Regions from separate parts of the Mus musculus genome. Here regions 1 and 2 are each linked to region 3. A link is a contact called in public ChIA-PET and promoter capture Hi-C data. All regions are on one chromosome and are shown on one strand. The core of a region is the stretch at or near the end of the contact, and the rest is flanking DNA. Distances in the headings are between cores, read along the strand shown. Region 1 has its middle 18 kb from the start of Cmas. Region 2 holds the start of Sult6b2 (sulfotransferase family 6B, member 2). Region 3 holds the start of Gys2 (glycogen synthase 2).

The links. ChIA-PET counts read pairs in DNA pulled down with a chosen protein or histone mark. Capture Hi-C pulls out chosen DNA fragments and counts their contacts.
Region 1: a contact with region 3 is called in an H3K27ac ChIA-PET map of liver, with 6 times the contacts expected there. The contact joins the enhancer-like site here to the promoter of Gys2 in region 3. A contact is called at or near these places in 10 of 39 promoter capture datasets (the 3T3-L1 cell line, cranial neural crest, embryonic stem cells and 6 more), 13 of 484 Hi-C or Micro-C datasets (the HL-1 cell line, the HPC-7 cell line, Sertoli cells and 7 more), 2 of 115 datasets of contacts at active chromatin or transcription factors (embryonic stem cells and liver) and 5 of 9 other capture datasets (adipose tissue, embryonic stem cells, liver and 2 more).
Region 2: a promoter capture Hi-C map of adipose tissue shows a contact between it and region 3. The contact joins the promoter of Sult6b2 here to the promoter of Gys2 in region 3. A contact is called at or near these places in 2 of 39 promoter capture datasets (both in liver) and 2 of 9 other capture datasets (adipose tissue and liver).

What each region holds. Positions count from the first base shown.
Region 1 is chr6:142,736,690-142,740,597 of GRCm38.p6, reverse strand. No RefSeq gene overlaps it. Among named protein-coding and RNA genes, the nearest start is that of Cmas, 18 kb to the left of the region's middle. Within about 2 kb of position 2,142, at least 3 of the 459 cell types and tissues checked have an H3K27ac peak or open chromatin away from gene starts, as enhancers often do. A contact at or near this core is called in liver, where this site is marked.
Region 2 is chr6:142,803,119-142,807,347 of GRCm38.p6, reverse strand. It overlaps Sult6b2 (sulfotransferase family 6B, member 2), which reads left to right and starts at 2,882. Exons shown (of 6, transcript NM_001145390.1): 1 at 2,882-3,102. The coding sequence starts at 2,958.
Region 3 is chr6:142,470,352-142,474,797 of GRCm38.p6, reverse strand. Gys2 (glycogen synthase 2) reads left to right here and starts at 1,689. Exons shown (of 17, transcript NM_145572.2): 1 at 1,689-2,117. The coding sequence starts at 1,997.

The sequences.
Region 1 (3,908 bases), core at 893-3,392, 270 kb before region 3:
GGAGAAGCTCTTGGCTGTGCCTCTCAGGAAAGTAAAGATGCAGACCCCCAAGCATTGCACAGGTAGCTGTAGCAGCAAGTCAAGCTCTGTCTCCATCGCTCTGTCAAGTCTTATTTATACCCTCCAAACATTACGTGTTCTCCACGTGCCTTGCCTCAGCACGAGCATCCAATCAGCCTAAGTTCTTGGGAGCGATAACAAACTGCAGCACATCACCAGAAATGTTTTGCTGCATTTCTCTCTATGGCATCCCCGACAGATGCAGCTCAACTACACAATGTAAGGCGGACCAATGCATGTGTGTTGTTAGCAAAGAATCCCTCATCACGTCCTTTCACATGCTTGCTTTAGCAGAACATCCTCTCTTCCTGTGTCTGCTTCAGCGAAACACTCCTTCATGAGTCTGCCTCAGCCTTTCACACCTGTGCCCACTGCAATGAAATGTCCCTTCACGTGTTCGCCCCAGTAAAACACCATCCAACCAACTTCCCAAAGAAGCCTTAAGTTTCCACTTCACCTAAAGACAACAGTTGTATGCATTCTTACAGAAGGAAAGCCTTTAAAGTGAGCAGGAAAACCGATAATGGTCTAACAACAGCAAAGGCCTGATTATCTTAAGGAGTTGACTCACAGAATTAAAATGTTACAGGAATATGCTGCGTGATACATATTTGTGAAATTTTATATCTTCATATTACTGACTTCCATTCTCACGCTGTCTTTGGAAAATTTATCGCAGGCCTCACTGCAAATGTTCCAGAAGTTGTCAGTTTTTCTTTATGAAACTCGCTTCCTTGGCTTTTCTTTATGAAACTCGCCCCACACACCTTCTGCTAGTTCACACTTAATCTTCAGACCAGGGTAACAGGGAAGCCACGGCTCCATCTAGGCATCGCGACCACTACGTGCGCAAATAAATGAGGAGGCCACATCCCTCCTCATTTGGAAGGATTTCGGGGGGTCACTCTTCCGCCAACATCTTGTAACTTAAATAGGAGGGGGAATAGTTAATGTGGTACTAATAAAGTCAAAGCGTCTTGATTATATCACAACATTAGAAGACCTACACAATTCCAGGTTATTGTCCAATAACTGCTCACATGTCTTAGCTAGTGTTTATCACTACCTTCCTATATCACTCAATTTATAGTCTTTTTTTTTTTCTTCTCTACTAGGCACCTCAGTATAGGATAGGATGACCCAAGCATTGACTCCTGAAGGATTTGTCTGAATCTTGTGGTTTTTTTCCCCATTGACCTTAACATCAAGGCACTGAAATGCTCCCATAGATCGTCTGCATTCTAGAGAGACTCTGATTTTATTGTGGCGTAGTTGCTTAGTTTCCCTTTGAGAAACAGGACCAGGCACAAAAGCTGACACCATACTTCAGTCTTTGCCTGAGGAGTGCAGCGTGGAGAGGTGACAATCAGTGGAGTCATTGTTGTGTCTCTGGCTGAGAGCATTCTTTCCTCTGAAACTGTGACCTCCTATGTCAGCTTCTGTGGCATGTTAATTATGGCAGCCAAAAGGGGGCTTCTGGTTGCCAGACATCAATACTTTGACATTTGGACCTTGGTAGTCAACCTCAGGAGGAGGAAGTGGCCATATAAGGGACTACACCTTGGTGGATCGCATAGGGCATGTAATCTGTGGTTTAGCCAGGGGGGCAGAGAGAAAGGCAAAACCTGTTGGTGGGCACCAAGCTTGCTATGCTCTGTCCTGCCAGAGCCCTTTGACCCCTCTTGCATGTTTCATGGTTTTGGTGTCACACTAACCTTGGCAGTTCTCCAGGAATGCAGCCTTGACTCAGGTCGCCATTGCTCTTAAATGAAAGGGGCTCTGGCGGGCACGTTTGGCTTTTCCCACCACCAGCGTTCCAATGTCATGGATCAAGGAATGCTTGTTGACATTACACCTACTGCTAAGAGTGCTAAATCCGACTATATGTTCTGGAACTGTGAAAATCACACAAGTTCTGTTCAGGGATCTGTGGTATGGACATAGAGTGGTCCCTGGCCTCTATAAGCCTCTACTCTAGTGAGCAGCACTTATGGTCACCTACAGCCATTGTCATTTCATACGCAGCCTCTGGAAGTCTCCCATAGCTCTGAGCAATTGATTTTGTCTTGTGTAAAGATACCCTGGTTAGAAGCTAGAGATCCCTCTAGGGAAAGGCTGGGAGAAATATTAACCACACAAAATGTTTGACTGAGAACAAAGGTTTTCGGTCTCATTCCAAAGTTTTTGATTTTGTAAACTGGCACAAATGTAGGAATTGGGCAAAAGGCTGTGACAAAAGGCTTTTGTGTGTGTGTGTGTGTGTGTGTGTGTGTGTGTGTGTGTGTGTGTGTGTGATTTGAATTAGAGGTTCATTGGCTTGATGTGGAAGTTTCTTTTGTCATGTATGGGGTGAGAATTGAGCCTGACTTGTCTACCTTAATCCTAGACTCACTATGATTAACTAGCTAAGGCCTTAGCTTCACATAAGCCAGTCCTTCAGGCACCTGGCCTAGCATCATGATGAACTCTGCTAAGATGAGATAATTTTAAGAATATTTATTTTATGTTAAATTATGTGTTCATGAAGGCAGGTGCCTGCAGAAGGCAGAAGAAAGCATTGGATCTCTTCAAGCTGGAGTTATAGGCAGTTGTGAGCCACCCACCATGGGTTCTGGGGACATAACTTGGGTGCTCTGCAAGGGCAGCTGGTGCTCTTAACCGCTGAGCCATCACTCCGGTCCCCTACATGAAATAATTCCTGACACACAGAAAGGACCTTGATCCTCAGTTGCCTTTCACTTCGGTTGAAAAATATTTGTGCTGAAGATAGACCTGGATTCAAACCCCATTCTGTGGCTCTCCTAGCTGAGTAATTTGAGATGTCAAAGTTAACAAAGCTTAATGGAAGTCACAAGTGGCCAGCAGATAGTGTGCCCTTAGAGTCTGGTGACTGCAGTTGAGCTCATTGCTATTGTCATTGTGATTGTCACTGCCGTCCAGCATGCTGTGTGCAGTTGGGAGCTGCAGTGAGAAGCTCAGCAGAATGAAAGCGTATCTGGCACTTTGGGTCCCTCCTTGATAACGTGCATGGCTGGAAGGCTGGGAAGTCCACGCTGAAGGAGGGAGAGAGAGTGGGAGGGAGGGGAGGAATCTCCTGTGCTCTGGACTCTTTCCCTTCAGGGCTGGCTAGAGCCAGCTCACAAGAGTTGACTAGTAAATTTCTCAGAATGTTTTAAGGTCAAATTAAACGTAATTTTTTGTATATATAAATAACAAGTCATATGGATTTATAATTAAATAAATTGTACTGGGAATTCATTCTCAAAGTATGCTTTTTGGATCAGTTTTACTTAGTTTTCTTAGTCAATGGGATGAGACCCCACCGAGCCCTACACAACTCTCCTTGTTGAGCACCTTCAATCTTTACGTTTTGCCAGATCTGCTTTATGTAAATCTGCTATTACATCGCTAGCATTCCACATGGCTTTTAGTCCTCTAGCCTTATTAACTCGAATTCTTCCTCCACTGAATTGTGCTCTAAATTTATATTTATGAGGCTGACTCTAGCTGGTCAGGTTCATTAATTTATGTATATTATTTTTGAGGCAGAGCCTCATGTAGCCCAGGTTAGCCTCAAACTTGCCATATATACATATATATCTACAAAGATGACTTAACTCCTGATCCTCCTGTATCTTTATCCCAAACTCTGAGATCAAATCTAAGCAATATAGGCTTATAGGCATGTTACCATCCTGTTCAGTGTATGGGGTGCAGGGCTTTATGCGTGCTAAGGAAGCACTCTACCAACTGCACTATACCCCATGCCTCGAAAGACATAGTGAGAGTTTTGTTGCTGGTTCTGCTTCCTCCACTTAGTCTCTTCTGCTTCCTGTAGGATAGTACTC
Region 2 (4,229 bases), core at 1,633-4,132, 330 kb before region 3:
AAGCCAGGCTGACTTTGAACTCGCCATGTAACCAAGAATGACTAGAAAGATAGTTAGTATACTGAGTAAGGTAACCCAGGCCCAGAAAGACAAACATTACATTTTCTCTCTTATCTGTGGTTTCTAACTCTAAATCTTCAGGTGTGAGTAACTATAGTAACCAGGAATGAGGGACCAGGATTGGGGGTGCAGAGGGAGCTCAGAGAGTATAATAGTGGGATACAGATGATATGAAGAAGAGAGAACTGGGAAAAACAAGGGAGGGGCTTTGTTTGGCGAGGTGGGTGGGACGACAATAAAGAAGAGGATGTAAGATAAATTACACTAATCATGCTTGAAAAAGATATGGGGAATCTTAAAATTACATAGATATACTCATTATATATCTTAAATGAAGTTATTTCACTTGGTGTGACAAAGAGCCATGGATTCTTTGGTTAAAAACCCTAATATCAGGCATGAGAAACCTCCTTCCAAATTGTTGATCAGGATTGCCCAAGAGACTCAGCAAATGCCATTGTTATTGCTCTTGCTTGCCTCCCAGTCATGGGAGGTAAGACCCTATTGCTGAGGGCTCCATGTACTTTGGACATAGGACTCAGGATTTTAGCTGGAACTGACGGGAGAGCCTCCTCCCTGAGGAGGTGTACCAGTTTCCATAGTACCGGAAATTGATATGCAAACTGCCAAGGGAGGAAAACGATCAATAGTCCTACCCAGCTGTAATGAGCAGAAACCACAGGACTAGCATGGCAAGATATCCCTAAAGCTGCAAAGGCGGCACTTCCCCTTGATGATAACCAACATCTGGCTAGCAAAGGCAGCACTTCCCCTTGATGATAACCAACAGCTGGCTAGTTGGACTTAAAGCCCATTCAACAGGCAGGAAATCATCTGATACTAGAAATTTACTCAACTACCCAGAACTAATGAGGTCATGGGTCTTAAAGAGGAAACTCCACCCATTACATAATTCTTTACTGCATCTGAAATACTTGTTCCCGTATCCACAGGTGAGTGTAGCTCTCACCGGTTGTCAAAGGGCTTGTGTTCCCAACAGATGGAGACTGTTGCAGAAACCATTGTTGGTCAAAATAGGGAGAACAAGAGACCACAGGGTGCTCAGCACAGGCGAGTACATCTAGCACACAGCCCCTGCACCCAAGGCTCAGAGGCCATCGAGAAAGAGAGAAGAGTGCATGATCTGCATCGAGAAAGAGAGAAGAGTGCATGATCTGAGCAGGAGGTCTGATGTGAGATTGTACTTTCTAGCCATCCTAGGGAAACTGAACACATGCAAATCTCAACAGTATGGCTGCCTAAACAAGACCTGAACGACTCTGCATCAGTTGATACCCCAGTGCAGATGGTGGAAATCTCATGGGCCTTCCCCCTTGATAAAGAACTATGAGTGTTTAACAAGGGGTTGAGGGGTTGGGGGGGGGGGGGAGGGAGTTAGTCTTTTTGAGCCCTGATGATTGGTTCTTCAATACCGAGTGATTGCTTAGTCCTAGAAACATGTTCATGCAAGCAACACTGTCAGTACTGAGTCATGTTGTACTGAGTACTGACTGTACATTTATTCATTTATGTTTATGTGTATATATAACAACAAAGTTAAAGAAGAGGAGAGTGTGAATTTTGGAGGGGAGGACCTACAAGGGGTAGGAGGGAGGAGGGGGAGGGGAGAAATGACTTAAAATAATTATATTTTAATTACGTAAAAATAAGTATCTAAAAGGGAGCCAATGGGTAGTTATGCAAAAATTAGCTATCAAAAATTAATCCTGCCAATAGTTTTATTTTTAAAAAGGACCTTGAATTTCCAATCCTCCTGCCTCCACCTGCTGGGTGCTGGGATTGTAGATCTGTACCACTATACATTGTGTCTGTGTGGCTGGGCATCCATTCCTGGCTTCCTACATGCTACGTAGCTGCACCAAGTGAGCAGCCCACCCTCAAGCTCTGCTTTCTGTTGGCTTGTCCTAGAACACAGCAAGCCAGGACACTTCATTGCTGTCCTCCGTTCATGTGTTTATTCTATTAGTGCATTCTCTGTCATCTCCTGTGTATATGATCTGTTACTATGTATATGTTTCTGTTACTGCCATGGGCATCTTTCTTCTTCAGATATTTTCCCTACAGTATAACCTCTATTTTTGACACTCGATTAAAATTTTGTCCATTTCTTCATTAATGTTCCTTCCATTGTCAGACAAGCCAAATTTTCAACTGAGTTTCATTGAAATAACTGAGCATTTCTTTACTATATCTAATTGAATCTGGAATATTGTAATATTACCAACCAAGACTAAAATTGAGTGAGATAAGAATTAACTTCCTTCTCTCTACAGATTCCTGTTTGCATGTGTTCTCAGGAAATCTCTTTTTAGTGTGGTATTCTGACTATCACTGTATTTCTTCTAAACTACAGCTCATAAAGGCTGTCGCAAGAGTATTTCCCAATTCCTGGAGACATTCTTATTTCCCTGTTGCTGTGTCCCCTCAAACTTTAAATACTGACTACTTCCTATACTGTAGAAACCCAATTTTCTTAATTACTTTCAGTGACATAATTCATTGTAGTGACTAAAGACTTTACCTATTTAGGACAAAGGATTTGATAGTGGTACAATCTTAACACAGTGATTACTCCTGGCTGCCTGGTAGTTTTCTATGCAAATGAGCCTGAACTGAGTGGAAGGACACATTTTGTAACCTGTGTTATCAGAAAAATTCAGATAACATGACTTTTATAATAGACATTGGCTCAGTTGTGGTTTAAAAATTATTCTTCTAGAGAGCTGCAAAAGGTATATATAGACACATGGAATATCAGCTTGGAGATACCAAGATTCCTCTGCCACTCTGCTGAGGTTGTGACCAAGGGCCAGGTTTGTCTGTGGCTTGTGGAGGGACTGTGCTGACTATACAGCCTCTAATAGGGTCAGTGGAAGATGTCATGCCAGAGTCAGCCAAGTCTCCTCCATAAGTACATGGGCATCTTCTTCTCTACCATGTCTTCAGAAGAACTCCTTGGTTCCTTGGACTCTTTTGATGCTAGAGAAGATGACATATTTCTGGTTTCCTACCCAAAATCTGGTGAGTTTCCCCCTAAAATGTACTAAAAGATACAGAGATGCAACAGTAAGAGGTATAGAAACATTGTTTCCATTTACTTAGTGTTCTATAAGATACAGAGATGCAACAGTAAGAGGTAGAAACATTGTTTCCATTTACTTAGTGTTCTATAAGATACAGAGATGCAACAGTAAGAGGTAGAAACATTGTTTCCATTTACTTAGTGTTCTATAAGATACAGAGATGCAACAGTAAGAGGTAGAAACATTGTTTCCATTTACTTAGTGTTCTATAAGATACAGAGATGCAACAGTAAGAGGTAGAAACATTGTTTCCATTTACTTAGTGTTCTATAAGATACAGAGAAGCAACAGTAATGGAAACATTGTTTTTGTTTCCATCTCAGACATTTTTTGGGGGTGGGGGGATGACTTTCAAGGATTTAGATTTCTTACTTTAAAAAGACTCAAGTGAAATGATTGAAGCTCTGCTAAAGTTTTCCTCTTCATTTGATTTATGAAGGTGCACAAATGTTGATATATCATATGAAATAAGCAAAATAGCTATGTGATAGATTCCCATTGTATCTTGCCCAGATCGTCCTGATGACTAAACAACCTTTGCTCAGCTCATACTTAATTGTCTATAACTTTTTTCATCTACACTAATAAGAGCCGTAAATACTTTCCCTGCTAAAGTTTTACTTCAGAATCGATTCGTACAGAGTTGTACACCCATGGGTGTCATTGAGTAAGTAATGCCACTCTGTACTTTCTTGGACTTAGTTCTATGATAATTTTGTTTGTTATGTAACATCCAGTTGCCTGCTACAATTTCCTTAGTAGTGGTCACATAGAGACGGTGGCTACAGTTAAGGTGTTCAACAACGAGCAGCCACGTCCAGTCAGTTATGCAGTGTAGTCACCAGTTAGATCGGGTCATCAGTGTGGGAAGAAGCAAAGTGCACAAAGGTCAGGGGTTTTGAGAACACACACACACACACACACACACACACACACACACACACACACACTCTGCTCAATTTCAATCCCAGAGAATCTGATGCCCTCTTCTGTAGACAGCAGGCACTCACAAGATACACACACACACACACATCTGCAGGCAAAACACTCCCACTAATAAAATAA
Region 3 (4,446 bases), core at 440-2,939:
TCAAACAAGTAAATATACAGTATGTAATTATATACATGTTCATAGGTAAGGATAAGAATTTTTTAATGTTGGGGCTGGTGAGATGGCTCAATGGGTAAGAGCACCTGACTGCTCTTCCGAAGGTCCGGAGTTCAAATCCCGGCAACCACATGGTGGCTCACAACCATCCGAGATCTGATTCCCTCTTCTGGAGTGTCTGAAGACAGCTACAGTGTACTTACATATAATAAATAAATAAATTTTTTTTAAAAAAAGAATTTTTTAATGTCACTGAGTCCCAGAAGACAAACATATTCTACTTCATTTCCATAGGCTTATACTACATGATAAAATATGACTCTATTCACCTTGAGTCATTAAGACAGGCTTAAGTTACTGCTGAATGATGTTGCTAAAAAAAACTAATAAAATTTTCTATACTGTATTAACAATTTAGTTTTTGTGAGAATTTTAAAAATTCTATTTTTAAATTTTTCTATTGTATTTCTTTTTTTTCTTTTCTTTTTGTTTTGTTTGTTTGTTTGTTTTGTTGTTGTTGTTTGTTTGTTTTTTGAGACAGGGTTTCTCTGTGTAGCCCTGGCTGTCCTGGAACTCACTTTGTAAACCAGGCTGGCCTCAAACTCAGAAATCCTCCTGCCACTGCCTCCCGAGTGCTGGGATTAAAGGTGTGCGCCACCACGCCCAGCTCCTCTATTGCATTTCTTTTGCAGGTGGTATGTGTGTGACTGCTTATGTGTACCACCACACATGCATGAAGGTCAGATGATGACATGCAGGAGCTGGCTATCTATTTCTGTCATGTGGGTCCCAGGATCAAATCCAGGTCATCAGGCTTGGCCGCAAGCTCTTCACCTGCTGCACCCTCTCGCTGGCCCGAATTCTTAAAATTCAAACAAGAAGAATACTTGGGACAATTATCATTTTCTGAAAGAAAAAAAAAAGGCCTATTAATGTAGGCATGTTGATAGCAAGCTAAACTTGTAAAGAACATGGTTAAAAATCAAGCATGCTTGTAGTTGTCTTTTGGGAATATTAGAGTGTGGAAGGTGGTGTTTGTCTGTATGGGCAAACACACAAGCACATACATAGTTGTACACTGACAAATACAGAAAAGGCGGTGCACGGCCTTTACTGATGATGTAATCATCATTATGGTGAAAGTTCAGATCCTAACCTCTTCTGCAACTTTCCCCCATATTTCAATACTTTCCTGAGCACTGAATTATGAAATACTATCAATCCCATAATACTTGACATTTAAAATCCATGAACGGAACTAAAATTCATTTCTCTTTAGCCATTAAGATAGGGATTGACAATCAACCAATCAACCAAAATGACACATTCTTTATGTGCTATGCAGAAAGACACCGTGGTTTATGCCTTTGTATACCAAAAAAGTACAGCATTTAAGGAGAATCGAGATCTGGCCTCTCACCACAATCCAGCTTGTACATTTAGAATAAAATAAGTGGGAATAAAACTCAGAGTTCTAGATAAGGAGAGGCAGAGGGAAGAGCACAGCTAGGCACAGGCTGGGGTAGACTCTAGGCACCACCGTGCAGTCTGTGGAAAACTGCTTGTGTCTGAGGGAAACTCCTGCTTGTGCTTCTGCCAATGACAAAATAAGCATCCAGAGAGTGTAGGAGTTTGGTCTAAAGGCCAAAGGCCAAAGGACTGGACTCTTGTCATGCTCAGTCTGTCCTCTGGCTACCTGCCCTGCTGTGAATAGTCAGGTTTCAGCTGCGATTTTTTGTTTTGTTTTGTCTTGTTTTTTTTGTTTTTGGGTGTCTGTGTGGATTATAACTGTGAGGCACTGCCCTCTCCTGAAAGGCAGCAAGGAGCTGGGCACGCTTCATCCAGCTGCGCTGGGTTCATGTGACCTCAGATTGCTGGCTCACCCTGTAGAGGCTATCCCAAGGCTGCTGCTTTTTCTCAGTGCTGACTGCAGTCAGCTGAATCAGGTCCCAAACGGCACCACACAGCTGGAAGAAGAATGCTCAGAGGCCGCTCCTTGTCGGTGACATCCCTTGGTGGGCTCCCTGTGTGGGAAGCTGAAAGACTCCCTGTGGAAGACTTACTGCTTTTTGAAGTTTCTTGGGAGGTGACCAACAAAGGTTTGTACTACTTGCAACACTGGCCATGGTGGGCCAGAGACATAGGGGACTCCAGTGGTGATGGGGCAGCATTGGCTCTGAAGGTGTCTGTAGGTCATAAAACTCTTTCCAACAGGCAATGAAAACATAAACTTATATGTGGGGTGAAGAGGGAGAGAATCCAAAAGGGTAGTGAGTGGCTGAATAGGCTTGTTAATGTTAGAAATGTAAATGAATGTCATGGCCAAGTAGGAATTTTTTAAAACTTTTTCTAATTTTGTATTAGGTATTTTCTTCATTTACATTTCAAATGTTATCCCGAAAGTCCCCTATACCCTCCCCCCACCCCTCTCCCCTACCCACCCACTCCCACTTCTTGGCCCTGGTGTTCCCCTATACTGGGGCATATAAAGTTTGCAAGACCAAGGGGCAAGTTATTGTTTTGTCTGAGCATTTTCCTTATAAATAAGAAGCAAATTAAGAAATTCTTTTCTTAGAGGAAAAGCTATATGTGGTCAGGACTAATCAGAAATGTTACCTCTTCATGCTATTAGTGTTTAATGCTTCTAAGAATTCAAGATAAGATTGAAGTTAGAGTTTCATTTAAATTGTGTTCTACTGAGAAATATTAAAATGAATCTTTCTCCAATGCTATGCATATATAGAAAATGTGCTTTTGAAAATGAAAGATGGATGAGGCAACCTAAGTGATTTTTCTAATAGAGGTATTTATAAGGCTATGTGAAAATCAACTCTTAGAGATTTATCTTCCAGTTTTAGGATGTTGACACATGAACTCACAGTTTAGTTATGGTTGGCCTGGAAAATTACAGATTCAAGTGCTGGGATTAAAAAGTGTGTGCCATTATGCTTGTTTTAAAAATCTCAAGGGAATATTAACAGGTGAATAGATTTCCTGAATTCTGCAAGATCATACAAAGCCTGTCAGAGAGATGAGGGGAGAGGGTAAATGATACAACCTTTACAAATTGAAGATGGGAGCTGAGAATGAATGAAGATTCTATTTCTTCCTTGCACATGTTGAGGGTCAGCATAATGTCAGAGTTGGAATTATAATTGCTGAGTCTGGGAAGATAATTCTGTCAGTAAAATGCTCCTCTGGCAGGCATAAGGACCCGAGTTCCAGCCCTGAAACTCAAGTGAAGAACCTGGGTGTGGCTGCAGATGCCTGTTGTCCCAGGGCTGTGGAGGTGGAGGCAGGAGGGCCCCAGAGGCTGACTGGCCAGCCAGCCCAGCAGGATGGGTAAACTCCAGGCAAGTGAGAGACCCTGTCTCACAAAGCAAAGTCAACAGGACTTTGGTGACCTCTGGCCTATATGTGTGTGTGCACATGCTCTCACACATGCACCCACGGGAACATGTACCCACACGTGTGCCACGTGCATCTTGTGTACACACACATACGCAGGATTGTATTTGCACTCTGTCCTGGCTTCCGCCTTATTCTGACTGTTCAAAGTTCCCCCAGTACACATTTAGGAAATACGTAAAAGGAAAGTCAGCAGAGGGCTCCTCTGTTTAGACGCCCTCAGACGCAGCTCAAAGGATGAGCCCTTCATCCTCTGTACTGATGAGAGGAGCAGAGAGGACCGGACCTTAGCACAGAGGAGGGACGTGTTGTGCACACAGCTCTTTCAAATGTCCCTTTACACTCACCAATTCTGTCTCTACGGTTTCTGAATAAGGCCAGGGTTCTTGCAAATAGGGCTACCACTACTACACACGAGTCCCAGAGTCTCCCTGGAGTGAAAGGTTTTCTCTGCAGAGTACACAGGAACCCCTGGACAGAGGTTTTGGAGGGGAAAGGCTGGGGTGGGGTTAGCACTGGGAATCAGTCCTGAAGACCCGTGCACAAGCCCTTGACACCGGCATGACCCTTCTTCCTTCTCTCCATTGAACAAACACAAATGGGGCATCAGAAGGTATCACTCATGGAAATTGGAGTCTTAGGGGGAAGGGGGTATCTTACGTGTTGACATGTGTGATGACCTCAGCTCTAGAGAAGTCCCTGGCATACAGAACATGCTCATTTGGCTTTCTTATTTTAAAAAACATTTTACTTTTGTTTATATGTATGAATGTTCTGGTTGCAGTATGTAGGTGCACCTGTGCAGAAAAGATTAGACGAGGGTGTCCGGCCTCTTGGACCTGGAGTTACAGAGGGTTGGGAGGTGTCCTGTGAGAGCCGGAGTTGAACCCAAGTAGGGCAGCAAATGCTTTTCCCTGATGAGCCATGTCTCATCACCTGTTGATTGGTTTTAAGAGTGTTCTCTATTCATGCTGACATCTTGAGCATAAACTTAATATTTTCAATGTAGGTTTTATTTAG